2 separate regions of the Mus musculus genome follow, and region 2 is linked to region 1. The links are chromatin contacts, called in public Hi-C maps. All regions are on one chromosome and are shown on one strand. Each heading gives the region's core, a stretch centred on a gene start, on an enhancer-like site or on the middle of the called end of the contact. The rest is flanking DNA. Distances are from core to core; before and after follow the strand shown.

Region 1 (5,348 bases), core at 1,255-3,754:
CTAGGGATGAAAAATGAGTCCTTTGGAAGAGCAGCTAGTGCTCTTACCCACTGTGCATTTATCCAGTCCCCAACTTTTTAAAATACTTGCCACTTATAATGGTCTTTATTCTCAATTCTCTGGCCTGTCATTCTTTCACTTGGATTTTCTAGCTCAAAAAGTGAATTTCTTCAGGTCTTCCTTTAATGGACACTTCATGTTTACAACCACCTTGAAATTTTCTGGAAGCTCACAGGAGTGGACATGAGCAGCAAACCAGTATGCAATGGTCAAGACCATATGCCTGAAAGGAAGGGACATTTCAGAGACCTTCCAGGGATGGGTGAGTGGAAGGTTACTTCCTGAGCCCAGGGTAGCCAGCTACAGAACTCATGTTCTTGCTACACTGTAGTTACAGCACCTGGGACTCAGTCCTGTGTTCTCAGATCCTAGGAAATGTGACTGCTCTCCATGCATCCTGGGAAAAGAATCTGACCAAAAGAAATGTATAGTGTAGAGGAAGAGGCACAGGGAAGCCCATCCCTCTGGTCAGCAGTTATGGAAGAATGTCAGAGTGTATGTGGAGCTAGGCAGGAGTCAGAGAACAGAGTCCTCTTCCTCATCCCCATGAATGCCATGGTTCATAACGGGAACTGGAAAAAATCTAAAGAGTCATGGGAAAGGCTCAGAACAAGGAGACAAGTGGTCACCTGTTGTGGTAAATCTCCAACTCCAATAAGCCCATGCAAAGAACACACAACTCAGCTATATTCATAAACATCATGCCTAGATTGGGCAGATACACCACTATACTACTTTATTCCCCAGCTATGAGCTCCCTGGCTACTTGTGGCTCCTCCAGACCACGTGGTTCTGCTCCATTTTTCTTCTACCTCCTCTTCCTCCATCTCTTCTGTCTCCTCATCTCCCCTTCTCCATTCCTCTCTTGCCTCTCTTAAACCTCCAGCCTTACCTTTCCCTTCCACTGCCCAACCACAGGCTCTAGCCTTTATTGGACCAGTTTAAATGGGGAGAAGGTTCACATAAAATCACCCGAGTATGTGGTCCCCTCCTTATGGGGCAGTCCCTCTTAAGGAAGTAGAATTAGCATAAAATACAAATTGCACCAGGGCAATCCACAACAGTTACCTCTCCAAGAGGAGCTCAGTGCCTTGAACCATATCACTAACCTCATCAAACTAGGACAGGTATCTGCTATCAGCACTCTACACAGGTCCCCACCTGCCTCGCCATCACTGGTCATAAAGACACACACTGGAGGCTGCTGAGAAAGGAGTGCAGAAGGAGAGAAGTCTGAATATCACAGGTGCTACATTGAAGGGGCAGAATAAACTGTAAAGAGATAAATCTGAGCCACAAGAAGCAGGATAATCTGTTAACTGACAACCTCAGAACCCCAAAGCCATTCACACAAGTATGGTATGGGGTAGAGAGCTTAGAAGTCATCATGGGCACACTCCCTAATATATCTAATTCTAGTTTCATTTGTCTGCCTCTGATGATATCTCAGTAGCTAAGTGCTCTCCTGGATTCCACTAAAAAAGCCACGAAGTAAGAATTAGGGCTAAGCTCCCGCAGAGTCTAAGACTTGGTTCCCTCTGGGTACAGAGTCTCTGCAGCTGAGAAAGGAGCACCCCTGTTAGGAAGGTAAGCTCTATTAGGTGGGGAGCCATTTGATCCAGCAAAGTTTTATCAATAAAGGTGGGGTTCTGAAAAGAAGAGATAAAGAAAATGGAGCTGTAAGTGGAGAGAACCTGGAGGTCAGAGAAGCTAAACCGCCTGGGAACTGGAGCATCAGGAAGGTATCAATGTACTGAAGACAAAGAAAGAAAGGCAGGTATGTATGAGACCCAACCTTAAATGGGAACTTCAGTTTCTGATTATCCATCCACAAGGATGTCCCTATATACTCATGAGAAGTTACAATAATGTTTATCAGCAGAACAGACTATTCCTTCCATTTTGTGTTGATTTGGCTGGGTGGGGGGTGTTTGAAATAAACAAAAGGCATCCTGTTCTCTCTTTCCCTTCCATTTTACCAACAACACATTATATCAAGAGATCGGAGTTGTGAATATTATTCCTTGCACAGAAAGAGTGAGAGTAAAGGCTATATCACCAGCTCTGGAAAATTTTAATGCCAAGCAGCTTCACGTACCAGGGACCTGCAAGAGTAAGGCACACCAGAGCAAAAGGGCAAAGATTGTCCTTCAGGCATTGAGAATAACTGGACATAAGAGACATAGACCAAAAAAAAAAAATGATGCCACTGGAAAGGAAGCTATCCCATCCCATTGGAGTGCCTCTGGCAGCTAAGAACACAACATGGGCAGTTCATGTTTTATCCCTGGAGATGATTAAGAGGAAATGCGAGTCATCTTGGTGTTCTCCCCATCCTCAGCCGAATGGAGCTTTTATTATCACAGTGCAAAGAAGAGTCAGGAGCTGAATGGTGCTGAACTCCATGGCTGGGCTCCATGTGTGTTTCATAGCCATTCATTAATATTCATGTTGTGACTAAATGACCCCGTTCAGCATCCTCCCACACTCCCTGCTTCCAGCACTTGGTCCCTACTGTGACCCCCTTGGAGGGGTGCCCGCCTGTCCTTCTCTCTGCCTGGAACCAAAAGTGCCTGCCTATCTCATCACACAGCGCCTGACATGCTCATGTCAGACACTGACACCCTACATCAAGCCTTTCCTTCCACCCATCCAAAATCAAATAAGTTACAATGTGGCCATTTATCCTCCCTCCCATTGTCTCCGCAGGCTGGCCCTGCCGCGGGGGAGGAAGGACAGATGGAGTCATCCCCTGGGATACAGAGAGATTACCTCCTGCACTGCACACAGCAATCTTGTCTTCTCCGTAAGCTAGCTTTCAGCAAAGCCTGTGCACTCTGAAGTGCAGTGTGTGGTGAGGACAATGGATGCATATTATTCCATTTTTCCAATCCCCATTCTGAGGACTATTTGTCCCAGTAAACTCTGGGCAGACTTCCCATCCTTTGGCTGAAAAGAGGTACACGACATATACCCTGCCGCTGTTGTGTTCTTCTCAAATTGAAACGGGCACTCTGGAATGGTGGTGGTTATGTGGTCCCCATGGGGAAGACTGCAGAGACCTGGTCTGTGGCTCCAGTGTCCAGTGATGCAGCCAAAGGGCAGCCTCTCTTTCTCTGTGATCATTCCATGGCAGGACTTAAAACTCAGAGTAGCACACAACTTATAAAGCTCAGGCTATGGGGTAGAAAGACAGGTGAGCTATTGATGAAGTCTTGAGGAGTCAGGGAATACAGTGGACATCACATATCAGACCAGGTCTCATACATTACGTTAGTGCCTTCATCTCTTCTCCATGTACCTAACAGATACATGTGAAACAGTATTCTAGGTGCTGTGCTGCTATGCAGCTGAGTAGTGAGCAAAGCAGAACCTTCTTGGTCCACACATTCTGGTCAGGGGCCAGTCATGCTATAGAGAGACAGGTGAAAAATAAAGGCAGAGATGAAGGCTGATGGAGATAGAGTCAGAGGTGGGTGGGCAGCATTGCCGTTTTGCTACAGGATAATCAGGGATAGCTGTGGTCAAAGAGCATCCCTAGGAACAAGACAACTTCAGGATTCTGTGCTCCTCAGGAAGGGGGAGCCATGGGACAATGGTGAGTAGAGAAGCCATCTGACCTAGTTGGGCTTTCACGGGCCCCATTGTCCGCACAAAGGACAAGGCAAAAACAGGAAAGCCTGCCAGCTAAGGAAATAGCAAGGGAATGTTGGCCTTGGGCCTGGCTGGCAGCTGTGAAGATGTACTGCAGGGTTGGGGAAGGGCTGGAGTGCTGGAGACCACGGACTGTCCCTTGGACAGAGGTACATTCACCTCTTATATTCTGGAAGCCTAGGACCCCAGCTTACCACCTGTGGCTCATTCCCACTGAAGAAGTAAGGAGAATGCTTGGTCCTGTGATGGTGACAAGCTTGGGCATAGATGAGATGCTATTTCACTCTTCCTGAAGAAGAGTGTGAAGAGGAAAGGGATATTAAACCTTTCTGTCCGAGCTTGCTGTGGGCAGCTCTCAGCCAGCCCTGAAGCACGACACTCTACAGGGTCCCACCTTGACTTTGTGAGCAGCACTGACATTTTCTTTCCCAGCCAGGACACAAAGCCATGTCAAATCACTTCAGTGGCTGGGGTCACAGCTCCAGAGCCTTGGCAGTAGTGAAGGAACACCCATGGCAGGGCTGCTCAACCCCTAACCACTTCCTTTCCCACATAAAAAATAATAATTCTAATCTCCTCTTGGCCTTGTGTAGGAGGGCCTGTCCACAATCGGCCTGCAGCCTCAACTTCTCCAGCAGAACCCTCAGTTCCTCTCCTCCTCCTCTTCTGGTTTGTTCCTTCTTCCTTCTCCGGGTTGAATCTTGAGCAGAAGTGACTCAAAAAAAACGTCATATGGATAAGTAAACCGACTCAGGGACTGTTTATACTTAAACACATTGAAAATAAACTCACCCAACATACAAAGGATAGAACTCTTGAGAACTTTGTGTGTCCTTCTTTATATTTTTTTTTCTGTATTTTCTGAGAAATTTCCAGCAGAAAGGACCTTGCCGTGGGCTGCTGGGGTGACAAGTTCAGATGGACGACAGATCCCACGCCAGGACACTGGGCAGTGGGAACAACAGCTCTCCCACCAAGCCATGCCACTCCCAGAAGTCACAGGGAACCGAGCATTCATGAGGGATAATTAGAACATAATCCAGCGTTGCGGGGCGAATTAAAATGTGTTCCAATCTTCAAAGTGTGCAGATCTCAGGGTTCTGCATTTGGAACGTTTCAAAGCTTCCTGGAATCTATCTTCATTTGGTGCCCAAGCTCTGGAGAAAGATGATAAACAGGCCTGCAGTGAGACAGCCAATTAACAAGCCAGGGTTTATAGAAAAACCAGGCAGGATTCTTTGCTTCCGTGCAGGTGGCACACTGACTGGAATATGTGGGTATGTGGTGTGTGTTTGGTATGAAATGGGATGTATGTATACATTTTGTGTGCAGTGTGGTCTATGTGCACAGTGTGGTATGTGTCCTGTGAGAGAAGTGCATTGGTTTTGTGTATGTGGTTATCTACTTTGTATGTATATGGTGTTTTACTATGGTATTCAAGCATGACGTGGAAACTGCCCTCTTGAAATCAGAGCAATTATGATTGCACCTATGAAATTGTAACAAAATTGTAGCCATGAAGATTCTTTCTGGATGGGCAGGGAAACTGTCACCAGGTGCACTGGGCTACACAGGAGGCACAGGCAGTTAACAGGCAATGGAGGAAGGGAGTCTGTTGAGCGGCAAAGCTTCCC
Region 2 (5,348 bases), core at 1,430-3,929, 150 kb before region 1:
AGATTTAGATTCTATGTTCATTGGATTATTAAAGGCTTGCCTTTATTTCCTGCCTTCTTTGATAAAAGACTATAGCATTTTTCCAGTTCTTCCATTTTGTTTGAATATTATTATCGCCTTGGAGTATTGTGACTTGTCTTTTGGAAAACTTGGTTAAAGAGTTTACGGCTAAGGACTCTGTATATTTAAAGCCATGGTGCTGCCTTTTCCTTCTGTCCTGACTCACGAAAATGTTACAAGGGCTACCTGTAAATGCTTACTGAGAAAAAAAAGAAGCATTTGAGTGCATGTGTGTCCATCGTATGAAATGTGCCCCTGATTATCTAAGGTTTCACAAAGCTGCTTTTAAAAACATAAAAGTTGGATGATGGGAGGCATACTCTCACTTTGGCATTTTCTTTTAAAGAATTTGTGAGGGGGGGAATGAGGGAAAAAAAGAAAGAGAAGGATGGAAGAGAGAGAAAAATGCAGGTAACTTTGTTCAAATCTCTTATGAACTATCTAATAAAGTCTAGCTTCTGTAAATTCTATCTCTGAGGTTCGTACTGTCTAAATTTAACCACTCCTCCATCAGACTAGTTAATATCTCTGTAATCTGACCTGTTAATTAGTTCTCGTGTGACTGTGATTGTATGAAGGATGCAGATAAGTCTGTAGAGGGGGCTGGAACCTGAGCCCAGCTCTCCCAAACAACCCCTCCTTGTTAGAGGATGCTGCATCCTCTAAGCATTCTACAATTACCCAGAGAGCTACAAACAAGAAAGGTAGGACCAGATCCAAATGATCCTGGAAACTGCCATGCTCCATCACAGAATCCACATAACAAAAGAACAAGCTTGATGCACAGAGGAGCAAACATCCAAGGCCCAGCCCCTCCACAAAGGAGGCCCATGACTACAGGCATAACCATGTCTTTGCCATTTCTCATCTGCTTAAATAAAATCTTTTTTGAAAAAGTCCTTTCAAGGCTAACCATTTGGTATTGGATAACCAATGTCTGTGCTCTTCCCTGAGGAAAACTATTTCTCCCAGTCTCAGAATTTCTCACTTGTCTATAGTTCATTGTGTAGAGTTGAAGCCTCTTGACGTTTCTTTATCAGCGTGTTATTTGCTGTCCTTGTTCAGTTCATATTTAAGTAGTCGTGTAGATGATACTTTATGTGCGTAGATTCTGACATTCCTAGAAGACACACTCTCACAGCAAACTCCCAGTTCTGCTGGCTCTTACAATCTTCCTACCTGCTCTTCTGCAAAGACCCCCTGAGCTTTAGGGGTGGGGTTGTATTACAAATATATCTGCTGGAACTCCACAATGCTGCATTTTGATTGGATGTGGTGGATCTTTGTAACACCCTCTGTCTGTTGTCAAGAATAGTTTCTTTGATTTGGAGTGAAAATATACATATCTGTGAGTAAAAGGACAAAACATTTAGAATGTAGAACCCTGAGAACACATGTGCATCATATTCAGACTAATCAGCTTATACTGATGCATTTAGGAGTATACATATATATATATACTCCTAAATATGTGTGTGTGTGTGTGTGTGTGTGTGTGTGTGTGTGCATATGTACGCATATAACAACAATAAAAAAAGAGACCAAGGATTTGAAAAGGAGCAAGGGCTGAACATAAAAGAGGGGGGCTGGGAGAGAGTGAAGAGAAACAGAAAAGATGTAATTATATTATAATCTCAAAAATTAAAAGAAGTAATAAAAATTACTTGTGAGAGAAAGAGAATAAGTGCATAAGCAGAAAGCAGCTTACCAGGCCCTATGCTTTGGGGTGACTTTTAGACGATTTCATTTTTATCCCCACACACACTTTTCAGAGACTCTTACTGCTGCTACTAAAGGCAATTCAGTAGCATCAGGAGCTGAATCTGTCTTGTTTATGATCATATAAATAACAACCATCCAGGGATGGCCATGGCTGTTGTTCTCTCCAAATATTAAATTAGCTGCTGTGAAAGAAAGTAAATTTAGAAGACATGCCTTATTGCTTCTATAAAAACTGGGAAGATGGACAGGAGGGTCGGCTCAACCTGAAATTTCAAAGGTAGAGAAGCAGGGCAGAGCTGGTGCATTGGGGCCAACCATGCTAGGTCATGCCCCTGGCTCAGTGTTCTTAGATCGGATTGTTATATTTATATACCAATCTTCAGATCATAGATCTCTATTATTCTTTTCCTGAAAATGTGTAACAAAGACTCTGAGTGTTTCTAAAGAGGTGTGAAAACTGCAGACTCGACATCTTTCATCATTTGTCCCATATTCTGCCACATCTCAGTTATTTGGAGTCATGGTTCACTTGATTGCAAGGTCAGCAGTTTTGAAAGCAATCAATACCTGCAGTTAGCTAAAGTCTCTGCCCTTAAATCAGAAATGTCCATGACTCCTCCATGACCCAAGATAGAAATCTCAATGCTTTGAAGCTTTGAAGCTTTGGTTTGTGCATTCATTAATTCACTCATTTCTCAATTCAGTAGTAGTTTGGGGTATAATTTCAGGTAGAAAATATATCTACTAAATGATTTCAGAGCTGAGCATTTGGTATTGGAGAACCAATCGGGGACAGGAGGCTCTTCTCTGAGGAAGACTAATTCTTCTGCTCTCAGCACTCCTTAGTTGCCTGTCGTTTATTGTCTAGGGATAGGATCCAGTGAGATTTCCCACTTCCGCATTAGTGTCTATTGGTGTCACTCTAACCCACAAAGTCCCAGCCAGCATGGATACTAAACAGACACCAATAGAAATAATAAAAATTAATGGAGTTGAAGATTTAGCATCTCTAATAACACTGGTTCTGTACTGATGTTCCACTGTGATGAAAGCCCAAATAGTATAACATGATAGACGGATGAGGATAGCAGTGCTGGAAGAGGTAGCCTGATATCTAGGACCACACAGCAAATGTCAGGAAGCAGGACTCTAGTTTGTCTCTTAGGATTCCCATAATGCCTAATCTTTGCTAAAATTACATTTTGCTTTCAACGTAGCTTACACTGTCTCAAAGATCTGTTTTTGACAAATAGCAATTCCAGACTCAGACTGGAAATATTCTATTTCAACTGCATCTTGGAAGCTGCAGAGAGCATTTCAAAGCTCACCAAGTTTTTCTTAGCACTTCTATTGATGTCACCCTTGTTCAGTTCTTGTTTAGGCATATACCTATACCTATGCCTATGCCTATGCCTATGCCTATGCCTATGCCTATGCCTATGCCTATGCCTATGCCTATACCTATACCTATACCTATACCTATACCTATACCTATACCTATACCTATACCTATACCTGTACATATATGTAACTGCATGAAGTGAGAAGACTGTATTTGTATTAATTAACAACAATTAAAGAAAAAAAGATATCAAGAATCTGAAAAAGCAAGGAAAGATATATGAGCAGGATTAGAAAGAATAAGGGAATTAAAGGAAGAGGGCACAATGTAATTATATTGTAATAAATGAATTTTTTTAACTCATTGTTTACTGATACTCTGATCTTGGAGTCAGTAGTAGCACTGAAATGTGAGTTGGAAAGTACTTTCAAAACAGGGCTGCAGGTATCACTTATATGAATGAGGCCCTGGTGGGTCACCTGATGAACTGGATGATAAAGATGCTTTATATTGCAAGTCCACCATCATCAAGGTCTCTTGGGTCATAAGACAAAAAAGAAACAGAGAAATGACTGTTGTTCAACCCAGAGGCCAGCTGCACTTCCTGCCCCATTCCTCTCCTACAGAGAAGATGCAACGACCATTCTGATAGTAAGGCCTACGGGATAGGGCACCAAGGTGCTACAAAGTTAAACACTTTCAATACTCCTAGAAGTGTTCCACGATGCTAAACTTGCCTAAAGTACCTGCTCCCTGATTTGTACTCAGCAAACTTGTCCTTCTTCTCTGACACTCAGTATAAATTACACTCTCTGTAACTTCTGTCCCCTCTCTTCTTCTTTGAGGGATTAGTGACTTCTCTTACCTGAGTTCTCAGAGAATTTTGTTCTTATTAATGTAGCTTCTTGGGGCCCCAGGAGCAATACTGACAACTTGTCTTTGAATTTGGATCCCCAGTATGTGGTGAGTCCTAAAATAATATTTGGGAAAGTTAGAAGGAAAAAAGACAAATGAAGAATTTGTTTGGGACATTGTGAGCTCTTATGATATGTTACAGCACTAGAATTTGCTATCTACATGCACCAGGCGATTTACTCTCATGATCCATTTCACTGCTCTGACAACTAATTCTGTAGGATATTGAACAATTTCTTGTTAATAATGTACTGAGACATTGAGACTATACTGCAAAAAGAAGTCCCCCTAGAAACAAAGTAGAGTCAGATTCAAACCCAGGTCTCCAAACTAGCAAACTTATTTTCTGTTTACTGTACTAGCTTATAGAGTTCCACAAAAAAACATTCTAGCCATATAGAAACCAAAATTTCTTTCCGAACAGCATTTCTGTCACTGGCTGCTTCTGTGACATTTTTTTTTTCTGAAAATGTCACATAAAAGACAAAGTAAGTTGGAATTTTAAATAGCACACCCAAGACAGGCTATGACTCATGTTTTACTGATGTACACACAAATGTCCAACTTGACTGATTAAATCTTTATACCTCTCAAAGGATAAAAAGATGAACCTATTTGTGATTTGAATGATAATGGCTTTCACAGTCACATATAGATGAATGCTTAGTCCCACATAAGTGGAACTATTTGGGAACAATTAGGAAGTGTGGTTGTATTGGAGTAAGTGTGTCACTAGAAGTGGGTGACACTTGAGGTTTGAAAAGCTCAAGCTAAGGGTTCCCCTCCTTATCCCACGCCGCTCTTGTTCCTGCCTATGGATCAGATGTAAAGCTCTTAACTACTGTTTCCTTGCCATGCCAGTCTGTTTCCCATCATGACGGTCACGAACTAACCCTGTAAAACTGTAAGCAAGTTCCAATTAAATACTTTCCTTTATAAGAGTTGCCTTGGTCACAGTATTTCTTCACAGCAACAGGATTCTGATTAGCATACCATTCTTTTGCTCTATCAGGCTTCCGAAAATATTCTGGATGGTGCTCAGTGCTGTAGAAAAGCTGACAAACAGACTTCAGGGAAAAGCTGTAGACTGAGACATTTTCCTAAGGGAATTCTTTTCATATTGGGAGCATCACATGTTCTTTGCTCAGTAGGAGAATTTCTCCAGAACTCAGATCAGCGAAGCACCATGCTGTTTCTTTTGAAACTCGCCCTCCAGAATCAATCACATTTGATATTCTGATTGTTAAGAGTTTCTACCTTGATCGTATAATGCAAAATTGGTAAAGCAAAAGTATTTCTTTACTTCACA

The links. A called contact is a pair of places that touch in the nucleus more often than the background predicts.
Region 2: a contact with region 1 is called in a Hi-C map of cortical glia, with 2.6 times the contacts expected there. The contact joins two enhancer-like sites. A contact is called at or near these places in 7 of 484 Hi-C or Micro-C datasets (bone marrow-derived macrophages, brain, cortical glia and 3 more).

The regions. Positions count from the first base shown.
Region 1 is chr15:68,068,842-68,074,189 of GRCm38.p6, forward strand. No RefSeq gene overlaps it. Among named protein-coding and RNA genes, the nearest start is that of Zfat, 190 kb to the right of the region's middle. Within about 2 kb of position 2,505, at least 46 of the 459 cell types and tissues checked have an H3K27ac peak or open chromatin away from gene starts, as enhancers often do. A contact at or near this core is called in cortical glia, where this site is marked.
Region 2 is chr15:67,922,757-67,928,104 of GRCm38.p6, forward strand. No RefSeq gene overlaps it. Among named protein-coding and RNA genes, the nearest start is that of Zfat, 330 kb to the right of the region's middle. Within about 2 kb of position 2,680, at least 2 of the 459 cell types and tissues checked have an H3K27ac peak or open chromatin away from gene starts, as enhancers often do. A contact at or near this core is called in cortical glia, where this site is marked.